Regions from separate parts of the Oryzias latipes genome. Here region 2 is linked to region 1. A link is a contact called in public Hi-C data. All regions are on one chromosome and are shown on one strand. The core of a region is the stretch at or near the end of the contact, and the rest is flanking DNA. Distances in the headings are between cores, read along the strand shown.

Region 1 (2,901 bases), core at 312-2,811:
GATGAATGTGTTTATCTCATGAAACAAAAGCAAAAAAAAGAAAAAATCTTCATTCTTCTTCTAATGGAGACCATTTAAAGGGAGTTGATATTTCCAGAAGGGTTCACTTTGTAAAATAAACTTTGACACGTTATTGTGCTGCAAGTCAGTTCTAAAGTACAGTTATATCTATTTTAAAGGTATTTCCTGTGGTCTTTTAATTACCATTATACTGTTTTAGGACAAAATAAAAAAATATTTAAAAAGTGCATTTTCTAGTTTCTGCAGAGCGGCAGGAGTTCGTCAGAAATTCGCCTCCGAGTTGTGGGCGGGACAAGCCCATTGAGACAACAGTTGTTATGATTCTGGGCTATACAAATAAAATTGAAGTGAATTGACTGTTACCTGCGGAGTAAGCCTGCCCTAAGTTCCCATTATCCCTTTGTTTACACACGCTCTCCCACTAGTTTACAGCCCCTTCTCAATCTCAATCTACTATTAGAGGTGAAACAAAAATGTGAGCAGTATCGAAGCTATTGAGACTTACAGTTTAGATCCAGAAGAAAACGAAGGTGAACATGGATTTATTTATCACAATGGAGCAGAGTGTGGACATAGTGGTCCAGGACTGCAGCAGCCACGTCACTGCTACAGGCTTTTTCAAATGGTATTTTTTCACCTGCTCCCGATTCAAAACAATTTGAAAAAATAAGTACTGAGAAATGCAGTGTTATGCTTAATTTTCTTTATACATGTCTTCCATCATCACAAAAATTCCACAAGAACATGAAAAACACGACTTTCGTCAGATTGAGTCTTTTAAGAAACTTTTTTTAAAAATATACATTTAAAGTATTTTTCCCTTTCTGAAAGAAACGCTAATTAGAGAAGTTACGTAGTTGTATTAGGGTTTGTGACATTTATAAACGAAAAATAATGAAGTTACTCGAGACAAATATCATTTAGCTTTATGATAACCGACTCTCCCATAAAGAACTACTTTTATGCACATTAACTGAGTTCATAGCAAAAAAAAAAAAAAAAAGTTGAGAAACTGCAAAGATACCTGCACTTCAAAACTACAGTCAAAGTGCCGCTCGCAACTTTTCAAAATAAAGAGGCGCGCGCGCACCTGGTTGGTGGTGTCGGGAGGCAGGTTCTTAATGAGGATCTTTCTCCTGTTGCTCAGCTCCAGGCGAGTTTTGGACAGCCTCCTCTCCACCTCCTCCGGCTCCAGGTCCGACAGGTCGCGGAGGCTAATCCCCAGCTCCGAGGGCTGCGCTGCCGCCGCAGCCGCCGCCGCCGTTGCCTCCTCATCCTCCGGCTGCCGACTCTCCGGGCTGTCCATTCCCGGCGAAAGCGCGCCGTCCTGGTCGAGAGAAGGGTGAACGCTCGGCGGCTGGATGGACGAAGCTGCCGCCATCTTGGGTAGCAGAGAGGAAAGTGTGAGGAGCGCGAGGGAGTGACAGGGTGATACGGAGAGCGCGCACGCGGGCGCAGGTGGGAGGTGTGTTCAAGTGCGCGCGCGCGTGTAGGAAATGCGTCCAAAATGTAATTAGGATTTAAAATGGGGGCGGGGGGATTACTGTTAATGCATAATGTGAATAGTTCATTTAATATGTAACATTTACTTTAAAAAATATTTCCAAATAATCCAGCCGGTTAATTCAGTATCATGGCACTGTGTCAAATATTTTACCGGCAATTACGTTACGTTTGGTGAAAAGACATTAAACACCCTAAAGACAACTGGATTTTAATGCAAAAACTGTTAAAATAAAATAAAAAGAACAAAGGAATTTATTGATAAATATTTCAAACTATTGATCTAAGCATCCTGTTTTGGCTCACGTGATCCCCCTGAATATCAGGCTGGACTCCTGGCGACCCCAACTGTCCAACTGTTTGCATGGGAGCCAATGCAGATTAGTTGAGATTATCATGCAGACACATTTGCCCCCTTTTGGTTTGCAGGATCAAGATACAGAAGCACAAAGACAACAGGCATAAAACATGCAGGGACGCTGCTTCGTCCATGCATGATTGCCCCAGCAATGGATTATTAAGGTGTATAAAATGAAGCTCTATTCTTATATTTATCCATGCAAAAACATTTCTTTTCAACAAATGGAGAAGAAAAGAAAAAAGCATTAACTTCAAAGCCAGTTAGCCTTCCTGTTCTTAATGTGACAATGAATGGCTGTGTGCTTTCCTTCCTTTCTATCCAAGTCATCCATTGAATGCCAACCTAACAGCCAAGAGAGCCTGCCTGCCCACTGTGGGTAAAAATCTGCTCCTGGCAAGCACAAGAGGAGGAGAGCTCCCTGCCGAGTCCTTACAATGCCTATGTGCCTCTAACAGACAAACACGCTGCATCGTCACACTCTGAGGATTGCATCGACCCTCACATGCAAACATGGAAACATCCACACATCAACCCAGTTTAAAAATATTTAGAGCAAGATTGTGTTGAGGCCTGCAAGAGACGATGAAAGCAACCTCCATGTTCTCTCCCTCACCATCTGTGTGGAGCACTTTTTGGCAGATCCAAGTCCAGACAATCGCACTTGTCAGTGGGTGAAAATGATCTCACGTTGCCAAATGGCTCAACCATTTTTTAGCTGGATCTTAGTGATGGTACATGAACGGCTTTGAATCCTTTGATCAGAGTAACCCCCAATCCACATCACAGTGAAAAGGTCACAGACAGGGTTTTTTGTACTTAAAGCAAAATATGATGTCTGTTCAAAGATGAGGAATCTGTAATCTATCTTTTTTAAAATACACAACTATTCTATAACAATACTGAAATGACTTGAGTATGTTTGGATGCCAATCTATGCACAGATATCCACAAAACCCTATGGAGTCATGACCAGTCTACAACAGTGACGTGCAGTCAGGAGAGGCAGGTGAGGCACA
Region 2 (3,068 bases), core at 353-2,852, 220 kb after region 1:
AAAAATTTTCAAAGAAAAAGTTGGAAAAGTGGATTTGACATCCTTAAACCACTTCTGAAGTATAACTTATCCTGTCAAGTATGCAAATTAAAATTTCCTTCTGCCACAAACCAAGGAACAGAGATACAAAGAAGGAGAGAATGGGAGTCAGAAAAAGCTGTGCAGCATAAACATTAGAGCTGCAATGTAAATTGAAGCTCTAATGCATTTAGGGAGGACAAAAGTAATCCAAACAAAACCTGAAAATCTTCCACATTTATGATTCATCACTTCTCATGTGGATTGGGAGGATCATTAGATACTAACACTCAAATGCCAGCACAAATATTTCAAATGCTTTCCATGTGCAGCTCTGGGCTGGGAAGCACTTGAGATTGTTGTTTTTTTTTTGACTGTCTTATATCATTTAAATCTCTAATAACTGACAGCAAAATATAAACACACATCAAAATGCACATAAACTGAGACAGTGGTACTTGAAGACTGTGTACTTCAGATTTAACATGAAATAAAATAAAAGATTTATACAGATACATCTGTAAACCATTTGTCCAAAATTTTTCAAAATTGATAGATGTCACCAAAAGAGTTAAAGCCAAAACCTCTGAATGAAAAAGGTTTAAGTTTCCACTTGTTTTGTTTTACTATTATTATTTAGAATTTTTATTTCATGCACAGGTTTCATTGTTGAATTATTAATGAATCAAGTTTTTGTTTTTTGTTAAATTCTTTAGATTTGTTTCTGTCAAACAATGACTTATTTCGCTCTAATATATAAAACAAAGTCTTTTTGAAAACAATAAATAACCTGCCATGCATTCCCTGTTCTGCTGCGTTTTAAGGGGGTTGGTTCAGCGCACAATGGACACCCAGCTGACTAGTTAAGAGCCCCCCTATTGTCTGTGAGTGGAGTCAAGACTTTCCCCGTGGCCAGGTCCCAGAGCCACTAAAGAACCATAATCTAAAAGCCAAAGCTTGTTTGCATGAGAAGAGAGGCTGGATGATGATGGCAAACAGCTTATAAAGATGTCCCGCCAGCCTGAGGACGATCCGGGAGTGGGGAGGGAAAATGGGCAAAGAAACGGGGAAAGGATGATGAACTGATTTATTAAATTCTTATTTGATGAGTGGAAGTAGGGATGAAGGAGAAGGAAGGAGGAAAATGTGTCAGGACTCACCAGTCGCGCTCAGGATCAGGGAGATGTGGAGAAAGGTGATCCAGAGTGCGCAGGCTGGACATCTCCAAAGACGCAGACTCACTGCTACCCAACGTGGATACATTCCTCCGGCTCTTCGTTCAAACTCAGCCCGCGCTGAAAATCCAACTACGCAAAAATAATTGACTTCAAGAGCTTCCCAAATTCTCTGACAGACCCAAAACAGATCAACTGCGCGCTGCTTGAAAGGCGCACCTGAACTATTAAGTCAGAAAAATGCGGGAGTCTTTGGAAAACAGTCTCCGCCGCTCCTGGTCTGTGCCTCGTTCTCTTCTCTGTGGAGCCCCACTCACTTTGCCCCGACTGTGCCTCTCCCCGCACGAGCGCAACCGTTCCAACAAACTTCTGCTCCAAACTTGTGCCCAAAGAACACATGGGTCTAATTAACTCAGGGTCGCCATCGTGTGTTTAATGCAGGAACTGCAGCCGGGCATCCTTTCGAGCCGCTGTCAAGCTTGCCACTAAATATATACCTGTTCAACGTAATTGCTGCGCGTGCACGTGGTGAATGACACTCGCAACATTATATAGGAATAAGAAAGTGTCTCATTAAGAAAATGCGTCTCACCTGTCTCATTTTAGAAGAAAAAAAAGTTATTTTTTTTACATTGTGTGGGTTTTTTATGAGTTACATTTATGTATTTCTTCTGTTTTAACCCCTTTGCCTTAATGCATGAAAGATTTGTTTTCACCTGATCTAATTTTTAGCTAAATACATTTCAAGAAATATGCATGTTGACTGTTAATGCTTGGTATACATTTATGTAAATTCCATGAACTGATGGGGGGTTTATTGAATTATGATATGACTAATATTCGTTGGACACCCTCAGCTGAAGTGACTGAGGTAATCAATGAGCTCCTCAGTGGCAAGGCTCTGGGAGTGGAGAAGTCCGCCCCGAGTACCTCAAGTCTGGATGTGTCTTGGCTGACACGCTTCTGCAGCATCGGGTGGCAGTCAGGAACTATACCATTGGACAGGCAAACAGTGGTGATGGTTCCCCTTTATAAGAAGGGGGACCGGAGAGTGTGTTCCAACTACCAGGGAATCACACTCCTCAGCCTGAGAGTCTATGCCAGGGTACTGGAGAGGAGAGTTCATTTGATAGTTGAACCTCAGGTCCACGAACAACAGTGTGGTTTAGGTCCTGGTCACGGAGCAGTGGACCAGCTCTACACCCCCCTTAGGGTGCTGGAGGGTTCGTGGGAGTTCATTCATCCAGTACATATGTGTTGTGTGAATGTGGAGAAGGTGTTCAACCGTGTCCCCTGTGGTGTCCTGTGGAAGGTGCTCTGGGAGTATGAGGTGCGGGGAGCCTTACTGAGGGCTGTCCGGTCTCCGAATGACCGGAGCAGGAGCTTGGTTCGCAATCACATAGCTGGCAGTAAGTCGGACCTGTTCCTGGTGCATGTTGGACTCCAGCAAGCTTGCCCTTTATCACCGCTTTTATTTATAGTCTTTATGGACAGAATTTCTTTACACAGCCAGGAACCGGAGGGATCTGGTTAGGGACCACAAGATTTCTTCTCTGCTCCTATAAAATGATGTTGTCCTCTTTGCTTAATCAGGCCAGGACCTGCAGCGTGCATTGGGGTGGTTTGTGGCTGAGTGTGAAGCAGCTGGAATGAGGCCAAGGTTCTTGACCGGAGAAAGGTAGTTTTTCCTCTCTGGGTGGGTGGAGTGATCCTACCCCAGGTGGAAGAGTTTAAATATCTTGGGGTCTTGTTCACGAGCGGGGGAAGACAGGAACGTGAGATTGACAGTGGGATTGGAGTGGCGTCCGTTGTTATGTGGTCGCTGCACCAGTCCATTGTGGTGAATAGACAGCTGAGCCAGAAAGCAAAGCGCTC

The links. Hi-C and Micro-C count contacts between places; a contact is called where the count stands out from the background.
Region 2: a Hi-C map of embryo shows a contact between it and region 1, with 4 times the contacts expected there. The contact joins the promoter of ror1 here to the promoter of raver2 in region 1. A contact is called at or near these places in 3 of 5 Hi-C or Micro-C datasets (all in embryo).

Annotation. Positions count from the first base shown.
Region 1 is chr4:15,910,668-15,913,568 of ASM223467v1, forward strand. It overlaps raver2 (ribonucleoprotein PTB-binding 2), which reads right to left and starts at 1,562. Exons shown (of 16, transcript XM_023954321.1): 1 at 1,112-1,562. The coding sequence starts at 1,402.
Region 2 is chr4:16,130,220-16,133,287 of ASM223467v1, forward strand. ror1 (inactive tyrosine-protein kinase transmembrane receptor ROR1) reads right to left here and starts at 1,603. Exons shown (of 13, transcript XM_020702460.2): 1 at 1,413-1,603; 2 at 1,179-1,325. The coding sequence starts at 1,281.